Linked DNA regions of Neogale vison: region 2 is linked to region 1. The links are chromatin contacts, called in public Hi-C maps. All regions are on one chromosome and are shown on one strand. The core of a region is the stretch at or near the end of the contact, and the rest is flanking DNA. Distances in the headings are between cores, read along the strand shown.

The links. A called contact is a pair of places that touch in the nucleus more often than the background predicts.
Region 2: a contact with region 1 is called in a Hi-C map of fibroblasts, with 6 times the contacts expected there. The contact joins the promoter of JAK2 here to the promoter of RCL1 in region 1. A contact is called at or near these places in 2 of 3 Hi-C or Micro-C datasets (fibroblasts and muscle).

Annotation. Positions count from the first base shown.
Region 1 is chr9:96,266,014-96,273,174 of ASM_NN_V1, reverse strand. It overlaps RCL1 (RNA 3'-terminal phosphate cyclase-like protein), which reads right to left and starts at 4,064. Exons shown (of 9, transcript XM_044265991.1): 1 at 3,798-4,064. The coding sequence starts at 3,933.
Region 2 is chr9:96,461,066-96,468,226 of ASM_NN_V1, reverse strand. It overlaps JAK2 (tyrosine-protein kinase JAK2), which reads right to left and starts at 3,712. Exons shown (of 25, transcript XM_044265992.1): 1 at 3,277-3,712; 2 at 2,895-2,974. It also overlaps the pseudogene LOC122916791.

The sequences.
Region 1 (7,161 bases), core at 2,815-5,314:
AACTGCCCTGCTTGAAAACCACTACATTATACATAATACACACAAATATTTGGAAGACATCACCCAAAAGGAAAACTTTAGACTGAAAAGAGAGGACAAAAAGAAGGCATAATTCTCTTTAAATATGTGAGGTTTCCATATAAAAGCAGGAACTGGGGTGGCTGTGTGGCTCAGTCAGTTAAGCATCTGCCTTTAGCTCAGGTCATAATCCCTGAGTCCTGGGATCGTGTCCTGCATCAGGCTCCTTGTTCAGCCGGGAGCCTGCTTCTCCCTCTGCCTGCTCTGCCTGCTGCTTCCCCAGCTTGTGCTCTCTCTCTCTGAGAAATAAATAAAATCTTAAAAAAAAAAGTTAAAATAATAATAAAACCAGTTAATAACATTTTTTTAAAAGATTTATTTATTTTTTATATGAGAGAGAGACAGTGCACAAGGAGGGCAGGGGAGGGAGAAAACTCCCTGCTGAGCACAGAGCCTGCTGAGGACTCAATCTCAGAACCCTGAGATCATGACCTGAGCCGAAAGCAAGAGTGGAACATTTAACCAAATAGTTCACCCAGGCACTCCAAAATCAGCTAACATTTGTATTTCACGCAAGCCCGCCACTGTTCTGTGTACTTTAAGTTTTATTTCATTTAATCTTTACAATAACCCAGTGAAGTTGGTAATGTTGTCCTCACTTTATAAACAAACAAACAAAAAAAAAAACACAAAAAAACTGAAGCTCAGAAATGTTAAAGAATTTGCCCAAGGTCCAAGAGCTAATAGCAAAAGCAGAACCAAGACTCAAACCAAGGTCTAACTCTGAGACCAAGCTCGGAACCACCAAGCTACTACAACCATAAGAAATTAAGGATTTTACCTCAACATAATAAATAAAGAACTCTTTGACTCACAAGCTGTTCCTTTCAGCAACAGTCCATCATGGTATCTGTCCAGACCACAAGCAGACCCAGAAAGTCTTCCTTCCTAACCCCCAGGAAGCCTCTGCCCCAAGTCCCTGGAGTCCCTCTGTAACATTCAGCTCTTCCTACTCGACGTTACTCAAGCTACTCTCTCAAGCACTTCCTACTCAGAAAGCTCCTCCAGAAGTGGGGCAACCCGCTTCTCATGTTTACAGTCCCACAAAGGCTTGCACAAACTGGGGCTCAGTAACCTTTTCTGAACCACTGCCCCTGAGGCAAAAGGCCTCCACACCCCCCACTCTCCAGATCCCACACCAGGAGGAATGATTAAGCAAGCACCTTGGAGAGATGCAATTTTTATACTTAAGCTGAAGATTTTATTGGATATGCTCCGAGTTTTTTCCAATTCTCAGAATCTGAGTCAGAAAGGGAGAGATGACTGGCAGCACACTCCCCCCCCCCAACCGGCTACATCTTCAAACAAACTACGGAGGATTCACTTGACTATGACCACATACCATGTAGCAGGGGCCACAGAGATTTATACACATAAACATGTATGTGTGTTTATGTATATATGTACATACACATACATACATGTATGTATAACTATGAATGCATATATATGCATACAAATATCTGTTTGCTCTTGAAGAAATTTTTTTTAAAGATTTTATTTGTCAGAGAGAGAGAGAGAGCACACAAGCAGGGGGAGGAGCAGCAGGCAGAGGGAGAAGCAGGTTCCCTGCTGAGCAGGGAGCCTACTGCAGGACTCGATCCCAGGACCCTGGGATCATGACCCAAGCCCAAGAGAGACACTTAACCATCTGAGCCATCCAGGCCAGCCCTCTAGAAGAAATTAAGTGAACACCTACAAGATTTCTAAGGACTTAAAACCAGCACAAGAAGATCTAAATCAGGAGCCTGTTTTTTTCCTCTTGAAGTATTAATTTTTTCCCCTTGATGTAATGCTTCACGTAATGCTCCCCATAAAATACCAACACAATCTGCCAATGAGCACAACCTCCCCCAAGCAGTGGAGCCTGGCATCCTTTCAGGGAAGTGCCAAGCGGCCAAGCCCTCTTGGAAGAAATGAGAGTTTGCGTGTGTGGCAGTAAAGAGATGTTCACACACAGTGGATGGCGGGGGCGGGGGGGGGTGGTGGCAAAGCATCCTTCAGAACACTAAATATTAGTCTGGAGACCACCTTCAAAAGACAAACACTAAACTGTATCTTACAAGCACTAAATTTCCCACAGAAATCCCAGGTTTCCAGGCCAAAGTACTTATATTGCTTTTAAAAAAAACAAACAACCAAAGAAACCTATGCCCAGGGGCACCTGGGTGGCTCAACAGGTTAAAGCCTCCGACTTCTGCTCAGGTCGTGATCCCGGGGTTCTGGGATGGAGCCCCGGGAGCCTGCTTCCTCCTGTCTCTCTGCCTGCCTCTCTGCCTGCTTGTGATCTCTGTCTGTCACATAATTAAATAAATAAATAAATAAATAAATCTTTTAAAAAAAAACCAAAAACCTATGCGCACCGTTCACAGAGGCAGAAGCCTGTCTTAACCATATCTGGCGAATGGCAAATTCTCTACAGTAAACTGGAGGTGAAGGGGAGAGCTGGATGAGAATGCCACAGAGCAGAGCGACCAAGCAACTGCTTTGCCCAGGCCAGTTCAGAATAAGGACAATGTGGAGAGCACCCGGCAGACCGTGCTAGGCGTCCCTTCTTCCCTTCCTCAGCGTTTCTGAGAGGTAAGGAGAAGAATCATGCACCAGCACAAGCCCTCCCCACGGTCACCAGGTATGGAGGGTCTTTCTTTCCTAACGGGCTATCTCCATCAATGACATAGCATTTTCCCTTCGTGGGCCACCCATCACCATTCAAGAGAGGCTGGGATGCGACGCTCCAGAACATGCATTCAGACAGATGACGAAATGGGCCGGCCACCTGGCACAGAACTCAGGGCCAAAGTAAACACTTCAACAGGACCGACAAAGCCTCCAAGACCAACCACAAACCCTCTCCTTCCATTTGCAGGTAGGTTTTTCCTTATTTGCTTCGAGTGAAATCTCCCGATTTGGGATAACCAGACAGAAGCTTTCGAATGCATGCGTCTTGTTTCAGGGGGCCAGTTTAAAACCGGCACCACTGAACTCCATGTGCGTTTAAACAGGGCCTATTTTTCCATCGATGCGCCTTTGTCGGGCAAAGCTTGGAAAGCTGTCGTTTAACGCTTGTCACCAAATGTGACTAAAGTCAAAGCAATCAGACCTATGATTTAAAGAAAATAAAATCATCACAAAGCTTCTGTCCTGCGCATATGCCAATTACGGCTAAAAACAAACACGGAATTTTGATTTTTTTTTTTTTCTTTACTCCACACCCAGGGAGAGGTGTGCAGGGGGACAGAGACAGCCGATGTCCGAGGGGGCAACGGCTTCTGAGACGTGTTTTGGGGCAGGGCACGGAACCAACCAGGGGTACTTTTCTCTCCAATTCTCTCTCCATCTTCTATCTGCCCAATCGCCACATTCCGGTGCAGCAAAGTGCCTTTATCCTCCGAGAGGCTCGCGGCGCGAGCGAGAGGGACTGCAGGCAGGCGAGGGGAGATGCCCGGGGTTCGTTGCGACACGTAGCGCTGGAAAACGTGTAGCTGTTTACTAGCGGCGCCCGGCGACGCCAGCGCAGCGCGCGCCAGAGCACACCCCTCGGGCCCGACCCCGCCTCCCCCCTCAGTCCCCGGCGCGCTCGGGCGTGGGGGCGACGCCGCGCTCGGCCTCCGGGACGCGCCCGCGGGACGCGCAGGCTCCCCGCGCACCGCCCCCAGGGCATCGGCGCCGCACTCCCGCGGCCCCCGCGCCCACCCCGCGCACTGCCCGCCCCGAGTTACCTCGGAGGCCTGGGTTGTCGTCTCTGGCCCGAATCTTTCGGATTTTGACGGGGCGCCCACTCAGGGTGGACAGGACCAGGCGCTGGCGCAAGAAGTTGCAGCCCGCGTAGCTGAGGCAGTGCGCCTGAGTCGCCATGTGCGCGCCCTCCGCAAAAGCGCGGGCGGCCGGGGCGTGGCGACTTCGGACGGGCGCGGAGGTCGCGACCCCGGCGTCGGCGGCGACAGCGGCGGGGGTGACCCGGGCTCCTCACCGTAGCCCTGCAGCCCCCGGCGCGTCCACGTGGTTTGGAACAGGAAGACGGAGAGACGAGACACCGGGTCAGAGGGGAGAGGGGCGGAGTCGGTAGCCGTCTCCCCGCCTCCCCACCCGACCGGGGACGACTCCCGCGCCAGGTCTCGCCGCTATTGGTCCGCGCAGGATCAGGGCGGTGCCCGTGAGACGTCGTCATTGGCTCGCGCTGGAGCTGGGCGGTGCCCGGGCCGCGCTACCATTGGCTCGCGCTGCAGTGGGGCGGTGCTTGGGCCCCGGCAACAGCGAGCGGCGGGAGGGAGCGCGTGCGGGGGCAGCTCGTTAGCCAAGCGCGGGAGCAACCCTTACCGGAGAGTCTCTGTGCGTTCTCTCCACGCGTGGGGTCCGGGGGGGCGACGGGCTGGGGTTGGTGCCCACTACAGGCGGGGTACTTATCCTCAGTACTTAGCAAACCCTGGATGTACCTAGTATTATCTCCCCCGCCTTTTTCGGGCTGGAGGAGGTGGGATTAGCGCGTTATCCTGTTGCGGTCTCTGTGCTGAGCGCGCAGCCGGCGCGGTCCCCTCGCTCCCAGCTGCACCCCGCGAGGTGCACCCATTCCCGCCTTACACGGGAGGAAGGACGGGAGGAATATTGCACAGGTGGCGTGGCCCTATGCATGGGGACCGGAGTCTTGCGATACCAGGCCATTGCTTACTTTATTATGAGATACCAAGATGCGCCCCTTTCACAGCCGTCCTTTACGTGCACAGCGCTTCCGCCAAATCAGTTTCTCCCATCCCGCAGGCCTCAAAACGGATAGTTGTGATAACAACACGCGCACACATACACACAGATTCCGCATTAGCCTCTTTGCTGTCTTTTAATCCTTTATACCAGAATCTTACCAAAGATTGGATTATATCACTCCTCTGCTCAAAACCTTCAGAGAGGGGCGCCTGGGTGGCTCAGGCCATAAGCATCTGCCTTCTTCTCAGGTCATGATCCCAGAGTCCTGGGATTGAGACCCACATCAGGCTTGCTGCTCAGCGGGAAGCCTGCTTCTCCTTCTCCCACTTCCCCTGCTTGTGTTCCTTCTCTCTGTCTCTCTCTGTGTGTCAAATAAATAAATAAAATCTTAAAAAAAAAAAAAAAAGCTTCAGAGATGCACTGACATGTATCAAATTGACTGCAAACTTATGAATCCAATACCGTTACAACCTGGGTTTGCAATCGTTCTTGGATAATGCCACCAGATCGTGAGTTCCAGAACTTTTTCAGGGTAAGGGGCAGTGATCTGCAAGGGTTAGAGATTGAGTAAGATAAGCCAAGGTGTGTGGGGCACCTGGGTGGCTCAACTGGTTGAGTGTCTGCCTTCAGCTCAGCTGGGATCCAGTCCCACATGGTGCTCCTTGCTCTGCAGGGAGCCTGCTTCTCCCTCTATCTGCAGCTCCCCCTGCATGTGCTCTCTTGCTCTCTTTCTCCCTGACAAATAAGCAAATAAAAATCTTTAAAAAAAAAAAAAAAAAAAAAAAGACTAGCCAAGGTAGCAAGGCTTGTGTAGATAAGACTCAGTTATAGGGAAACACTGGGGAGGTCTGCACTCCCATAGAGTGACATGTTATTAGCCCTGAAGTCTATTGAGAGTGGTGGGTAATCCACTGATATTATTGCCTTTTCCATTTCTTAAGACTGCCTTTCAGGAAATTGGCAGTGTGTCCTGATGTATTGAAAGCTCCTGAACCTCGGTGCCTCCATGCAATCCTGCAGTAGCATGTTCCAAAGCAAGAATGGGAACCATCGGGACGCCTGGGTGGCTCGGTTGGTTAAGCCACTGCCTTTGGTTCAGGTCATGATCCCAGGGTCCTAGAATAGAGTGTCGAATCCGGCTCCTTGCTCGGTGGGGAGCCTGCTTCTCTCGAAGCCTCTGCCTGCCTCTCTGCCTGCTTGTGTGTACTCTTTCTCTCTGGCAAATAAATAAAATCTTAAAAAAAAAAAAAATGGGAACCATCATGCCAGGAGTGGACTTCTTTGTGTATCATCTCATTTTAATTACTCAGCAACCTATACTCTAGCAAACCTCATGGGTGCCCTGTTCATATCCCTTAAGCTCTTATCATTTTCAAAACAAACCTGTCGATTTTCCTCCAGTAGCACCTGTATCTCTTTGTCTGAGGGTTTTTCCCTCTTGCAGAGACCTCAGCAGATTAGAGGTGCTGAGGAATTAATATTCCCCAGAGTCTTCAACCAATGACTGATGGGAGTTGATGTATCAATATTCCAGCTCCTCAACCCTTGGATGAGACAGCTCTGTGACATGGATTCCACAGTACTTCCCCAGGTTTCCCTAGAGGTTTTTAGCTCCAGCTGCCCACAGTGGTAACATGCTTGATTAACTTTTACCAGCTTCCTTCCTTCCCTGTACACATCTCAGCTCCCTTCTGATATTTCCTGCGATTAACTCCCAAATTAACTGCTTTCACTCAAATTATTGCCTCAGAGTCTTTTTCTGGGCAAATAAATCGTGATTTTAAAAATTTGAGGGGTGCCTGGGTGGCTCAGTGGGTTACACCTCTGCCTTCAGCTCAGGTCATGATCTTGGGGTCCTGGATCAAGCCCCACATGGGCTCTCTGCTTGGCAGAGAGTCTGCTTCTCCCCCCACCGCCTGCCTTTCTGCCTACTTGTGATCTCTAGCAAATAAATAAATAAAATCTATTTTTAAAAATTGAGAACTGAGGTTCAGAGAAAATAAATGACCCCCTTAAAGTGGCATAGCTAATAAATGACAACCAAAATAGAAATTCCATCTGCCTGTCTGTCTCTCTCACTCTCCCATTTGTCTCCCTCTCCCTCTCTCTTAAGTCCTATACCTTTGGAACCCTGAATCTCCAATTAAAAGCCTGGCTGTTTTGAAGCTGCCAGGCCAGAGAGACCCACACAGAGAGTGGATTATTCTAGCTGACAGCTAGCATCAATCATAGACATGGGGGTGATGGAGCCTTCAGGTGATTGCAGTCCCCAGCCAGCCTCTGAAGCCACTCTGGCTAACACCATTTAGAGCACAGATAAATGGTCCTCAGAGCCCCCCAAACTGCATGTTCCTGAGCTAAATAAATGTTTGTTACTGTTTTAAG
Region 2 (7,161 bases), core at 2,463-4,962, 200 kb before region 1:
ACATTCAAAATACTAGAAAAGCAGGCCTGGAATAACCAGGAAGTGACCAGAATAACAAGTGAGCAATAGAATTTGTTTTTGTTTGTTTGTTTGTCTTAAGATTTTATTTATTTATTTATTTGACAGAGAAACAAGAATGAGGAAGGAAACACAAGCAGGGGGAGTGGGAGAAGGAGAAGCAGGCTTCCAGCTGAGCAGGGAGCCAAATGCCGGCTAGATCCCAGGACCCTGAGCTGAAGGCAGGTACTTAACAACTGAGCCACTCAGGTGCCCCAGCAACAGAATTTGTTTTAAAATGAAAGAACTAGGGGTGCTTGGGTGGCTCAGTGGTTAAGCATCTGCCTTCTGCTCAGGTCATGATCCTGGGGTTCTCAGCAGGGAGCCCGCTTCTGTCCTGCCTGCCACTCCCCCTGCTTGTGCACACGCTCACTCTCTCTCGCTCACTCGCTCTCTCTCTCTGTGCCAAATAAATAAAGTCTTTAAAAAAATAAAATAAAATGAAAGAACTAGGCAGATGTTATAAAGATATTAAATAGGAGAGGAAATATACTAAGCCATGATCAGCTGGTACTGGCTTTGCATCAATAATTTTAATCAATAACTATATCAATACTTCTGGTGGGGACAGGAATCAGTTAGTGACCAACATTAAAAAAAAATGCAGTTTTTCCATTTAAAAAAATTTTGTTCGTATCAGAAAAGTCAACCAAAAAGCTAAGGCAAGGGTTCCCAAACTTTCTCCATTCAGGGAATTCTTAGTTTTAGTAATATTTTCACAGCACTCCTGTTGAATGGTATGAATACTTGAGTAGGTGAATTCAAGCTATTTAATATCCTTACAACTTAGTTCTTGTCTGGCCTTGTACAACTTCTTGGAATCAGACTGAACAACATCACACTCTCATTTCCTGTATCACACTGATCCTCATACAGTAATTGCTTTTTACCAGAGCAACTTCTTAAAAACAAAACAAAACAAAAAAAAAAAAAAACAGCTTTCAAATTGTAGAAAAGAATTTGTCAATTTAACATTGAAACTGTGAACTACCTCGAACTAATAATTCCAAGCCTGAGTTCACTGCTTCTCTTGGGCACCTCAGCACACAGTTTGGGAAACTGGGAGCAAAGGCAAGGGGCCTAAAAAGAGGGAAAACAAAATTTAAGAGGGGAGGAGCAGAAGAGAGTTCTTAGCACAGCTAACCACAAGAGGGCAGCACAATAGTTGGTAGAGGTCACACAATGGGGGTGGGGTGGTCAAGTAGAGATAAGAATGGAAACTTCCGGGGCGCCTGAGTGGCTCAGTGGGTTAAAGCCTCTGCCTTCGGCTCAGGTCATGATCCCAGGTCCTGGGATCCAGCCCTACATCGGGCTCTCTGCTCAGCCGAGAGCCTGCTTCCTCCTCTCTCTCTGCCTGCCTCTCTGCCTATGTGATCTGTCTGTCAAATAAATAAATAAAATCTTAAAAAAAAAAAAAAAAAAAAAGAATGGAACCTTCCCATAAAAAGGCTCTAAGAAGACCTAGTTGACCAGTTCAAGAACTGTAAGTGCTTTTTCTCCTTCTACTAAAGAGGAAGAATCACTGGTCCCTGGCAGACCACCTTGTGCAGAGTGATATTACCCTTCTCTAAATCTCCTTTGCCTGCCCGACCCATAATAGTAGCCAAGCATTCCCCTGCACAATCTTACTGATCCTCACAGCAACCTTTTAAGAAAAGCGGGGCTCAAAGACATTTTAAATAATACGACTATTAAGGGGCAGGAACACCAGGATTCAAACCCAGATCTGACTCCAGAGCCAATGTGCTTCCCTATTCTGCCTCAAAAGCATCCCACCTTTCAGCGACAGCCAGGTGAAGTAGAGAAAAGACATCATGTTCGCTTCCCATAACTGAGAAACCTGTCTCTGTCACTAGGAAAACCCACTATACAAAACAAACTACTGTTTCCTTTAATTTTAATTTTAACATGCTATGAACTCCAAACACAGGACATTCAGTTCGAGCAAAAACAAAGCTTCACACTCTCATGTAGTCAGCAAATACTGTAACTTTCCTCTACGGGTAAGTACACGTACTATTAAGGCAAGTGTTGGGCACATCCAGTTTGCGGGTGTTTCTCTAACAGACATGGTGCACGTGCAAGCTAGTGATGTCCACACTCGTGATAAAAGGTGAGTGGGGTGGGGAAAGACAGGTCAAAAGGTGATTATTCATCTTCAAATGTGCTGGGTGTTGCACAGAATATCTGCATTAGCAACGACTCACTTGTACAACCTATTAAGAAACCAAAAGCAATTGTCATCTCTCTAATTCCCACTTCTAGTTTTCCTTCTCCACATTTCTCCTTCCCTCTATGACATACTCAGCCGCTTCTGTCCTTTCATTCAAAGAAAAGGAATCTCTCCTGACGGATTAACCACCACCGGAAAGCAAAGTGGGTACATTCAACCGACACAGCAAACTTGGGCAGATAAAACCACCCAGGAAGCACTCAGCGTGGTAGCAGAAAGCCCAGCACGAAGAGCTAACGTGTTCTCTCACTTGGTATCCCTTATTCCTTGAAAACGCTCCTCCTTGAAAGATTAACAATCTCTGGCTGCTCGAGGAGAAAGAGTCACTGGCGACGCTTCTTCTGCAAAGCCTTGTTACTTGTATGATCAGAGGAGAAAGAAGCAGCGGTATCTCTTAAAGGATCCGAGCGGGCAACAGTAAACACCCCCGAATCGCCCTCCCGGACCAACATTCTAAGTTCGGCGCTGCCATTTTCAGAGGCCAAACCACAAGGAGCCCGGCCTGTCGACACACGCTCCCGGCCGTCCTACGCAGGCACTCCGGGTTCCCCACACTCGCCTTCCCCGCCGCCGCACAGCCCCGCCGCCAGGATCGCAAACCCACCTTCGCGAGAAGGGGAGGAAGGGCCTTTTTCTTCAGGAGCGCAACAGTTCACATCTTGTTCCCTCGCCAGGTTCTGAAACCTAAAAAAAAGCAGCAACCGTTATTACCGCAGAAATCCCGGGGAAATAGATGCTCTCCTCTCGGCCATCCCGACGTCTAGAACATTTTAAAGAGCAGTCAGGGGAGAGGGAAGGCGGATACGAGGCACACAGGGATGCAAACAGCGAAACACGCCGCTGCCGGCTTCCCCTCCCGCGAGGAAGGCTTTTTGCCGAGAACTTTACTGCCCCAGCAGGGGCAGAGCGGCGGCTAGAGGGTGGGAGGGAGGTGTACCGACGCCCGCTGCCTCCCCACCCGGAGGCCAAGCAGCGATCGCACGCACCAGCTGCACCGATCCCGCGGCGAGCACGCGCCCCCAGGCCCGCAGGGACTGCTCCGACCAGCGCCCGCGGCGGGCCGAGATCCGCGGAGCCCCCGGCGTGGGCAGGGGTCCAGGCGTCCGCCAGGCTGGGCCCTCCCGGGCCCTCCCGCGCCGAGTCGGCTCCCACTCACATCCCTGGGCGGTGAGCCCCGGGCCTGTCCCCGCGAGCAGCTCTCCGCCCCGATGCGCGCCGCGAGTCCGGGCCCGGGGGCCGAGCGGCCGAGGCGGCGGCACCAGCTCCCGAGCGCGCCGGGCGCCGGCCCAGCCTGTCAGAGCTGAGGGAAGCCGTTGGCCGCGGCCGCCGCTACCCCCTTCGGCTTCTCTTCCTCTCTCCTTCCTCCAGCGCACACCACTCCCACTTTGGGCAGCCAGGAAGCCTGTCGTCACAGGCGTCGTCTCCGCCCTCTCCCGGGCCACCCCATCTTCTCAGTGCCTCAGGCGACACTGACTCGGAAGCTCTATTTGCGTCGGCGTCGGCCTCCACTCAGGCGGACGGTTCACTGCTGACTGAGGCGGACCCTCGGGACCGGCGGGGGCGGGACCGGCGGGGGCGGGACCCAACCGCGCACCTCCTCCCCCGACTGCGCGTGCGTGCGTGCGCCGAGCCGCCGCGCTGCCCTTCTCCCAGGCAGGGCAGGCAGAGGCAGGCTGTGCACAACCTGGGCTTCTCGGGAAGTTGGCGGGAGCGCGCGGAGAGTCCCGTGCCGTCCCCCGGGAGAACGCGCGTGGGAAATGGAGCCGGAGCTGGCTACCTGGGCCCCACAGTCCCCAGGAGCCCGGCGCCGGGCCCTCCCCAGAAGGGCGTGTGTGTGGCCGCCGCCCGCCGTGGAGGCGGCTGGGAATGAGTCAGCCCGGTCGGGAAGGCGCCCCCTGCACGCAGCCTGGCGCCACAGCGCCATCCTCCCGTGCCCTGCTGTTGGTTCCTCTTCTGCTTTCGCTTCCACGTTCGCGTCCGGCAAACCTGTTCTTCCCCAGTCCAGGCCTCTAGGCCGAGGGGAAGTGGCGCCGAGGGTTGGGGCAACATTGACAGGCGCTGTTTTGTGCAGGTGCAATCCCGAGCGCCTGGCTCCAATCCAAGAAAAGGGGGAGGGTGGGACGAGGCGCCCAGCTGCTTGCCGATTGGCGACGAGACCCAGCGAATGAGGAGAAAGAGCCCACCGCCTCCCCAAAGCCCCATTCATTCGTTCAACGAATATTCGCAGAGCATCTACCAGGTGCTGGGCTGCAAGGGCTCCGAGGTTGCTGCTATGTAATTGCAACGCGCATTCTACTTGCTCTACTGGAGCATATATTCGGATAAAAGTGACAAATATACTTTGTATCATATACCAGTATATAATTGCACTTAAGAAAAATAATACAAAGTAAAGGAGTAGAAAGTGAGGAAGCAGTGTACTATTTTAGTGAGGGTGGCCAGGAGAGACCTCTCAGAATAAGTGACATCTGAGCAGAGATGTGAAGGATGAAAATGAGCCCGTCGTGTGACTACATGAGAAGAGAGTTTCAGGCGGAGGGACTAACAAAGGCAAAGACCCTGAAAAAGGAATGAGCTTGAGAAGGACCAGGAAAGAGGTCAATGTGGTCTGGAGGACAGTGAAGGAGAGGGCAGTGGAAAAAGATGAGTCCAAAGGAGTAGCCTGGGACCCAACTATGTACGGTCTTTCTCACTTATTAGCCCTCTTTCTCTCTGAAACATTTTTTTTCCAATTTATTTATTTTCAGAAAAACAGTTTTCATTATTTTTTCACCACACCCAGTGCTCCATGCAAGCCGTGCCCTCTATAATACCCACCACCTGGTACCCCAACCTCCCACCCCCCCCCCCGCCACTTCAAACCCCTCAGATTGTTTTTCAGAGTCCATAGTCTCTCATGGTTCACCTCCCCTTCCAATTTACCCAAAAGCACATACCCTCCCCAATGTCTCTCTCTGAAACATTTGATGCATTTATACCTGTTTCTCTATTCACAAATGATGCTGAGATTCAGGTCTAACTGGAATTTAATGATTTCTTTAAACCAACTCACCAATGCAACTCTTGCATTCCATCTTACATAAGACCCATTGCAAAAGGTCTTTGAGCAGATGATAGCAGGATAGGAAATGACTTGAATTCATACTGACTCCTTCAAAGTAAATAGTGAACTACAGCTCTTGTTTTCTCATAAGAGGGAGGGATTTACGTTTTCTCATAAGAGGGAGGGAAAATTGCGTTCCTATGGCTACTGTTTTACAAGCAAAATATGCTGGAGACTCCTTATTTTTAATATCTAAAAAGGAATCAAAAATAGTTGTGAGTCAATGGCAAATCTAAAATCTGCTTAGAATATAAAGGCCGAGATCACAAGCCAACAACCACCATGCAAGTTCCCTTTTCCTGAAAATGAAAACTGTTACTGGAGTAGAAACCAGAACACAGACCCACACAAAAAAGATAAAATGGCAGAGTTGTCCTTCATGTCACAGCTAAGATTACAATCATCTACCTGAATTGTGGAAATGGAAACATTCGCTTTTGTGAGAAAAAAAATGCCTGTTTTATGAGCTCTGAAACAGTGCAGAGGTATTCACTGCAATGAGCGATATTTCTATATTGCTATAATCTATAATTTTATATTTCTATATTTTATAATACTTATTTATTCAACCAGACATGGTGCCTGTTACCAGCCACTGCCTGTTTGCAGGAAGGAAAAAGTGAATATTCAGAATTCCTTGTGGGGGAAGGTGTGGTGTCTAAATGGGTGTCTCTTGACAGGATGGGGGCCCCGAAATGCAGGGTGAAGATCAGGTGGGATCCAGGGGCTCAGAAGGCGAAAGAGTTCACCCAATGCAGAACAAAGGAGATAGAAGTTTACCGAATACACACAGAGGGAGCTGTGTGCAGGATAGCCATGGAGGGGCTGTCTGCAACCAGGTAGTGGGTGGGGGCCATTTTTCAAAGGGGGAAGATAAAGAGGTATGGCAACATATGGAATTCTCCTTTTCTTGGTAATTGTGCCTACATGTAAATAGCCTATTGGTCAGTTAGGGCCTCTGGCTATTTTGGACCTTCTCTACATTCCATTGCTCAATCCTGTTTGCCAGAAAGCAGCCTCTACAAAGGGACTTTTTTTTTTTTTTTTTTTTTAATAAAAGTGATTTGGATATGGAAGACAGGTGAACTGAAAAGAAAAGAAAAATTCTTAGGTTTATAGAATTGAGAAATTTATCTGCCTGCCCAGAGAGATAAAGTGACTTGTTTAGGGTCATTCAGAGAGTGGAAACCTCTCTTCTCACTAAGACAGTATGATTTTTAAGTCAATATTCCCCTCGAATGTTGAGCTCTTTTCACCCTGTAGAGAATTTTTTTAGCTCTTTATGTGATCCCTGGTAGTGGCATAGCTAGAAAGCTGCTCCCAGGGCAAACATTTCAGAAAGATACCCTTATTTTTGATAACGATAAAAAAGAATTCCAAGAGAACAATTTTTTTTTTCTTTTAGAGAGAGAGTGTGGGGCAGTGGGGTAGTGGGGCAGAGGAAGTGGAAGAGAATCTTAAGAAGGTTCCATGCCCAGTGCAGAGCCCGACATGAGGCTGGATCCCATTACCCCAAGATCATGGTCTGAGTTGAAATCAAGAGCCGGAGGCTTAACCAACTGAGACACTCAGGTGCCCAAGAGAACAAATTTTACCAAGTCTTTCATGACATTCTTTCACACACTATGAGAAAGAAGAAATGTGGGTTGGAGGATTTATTTTGATTCAAAACTGATTATATGGCCATATCTAAAAGTAAAAATTAGCAGCTAATTGTCACCTTTATGGGGCAGTGTGTGGCACCCACTAAGATCCTGTCCTTCCACTG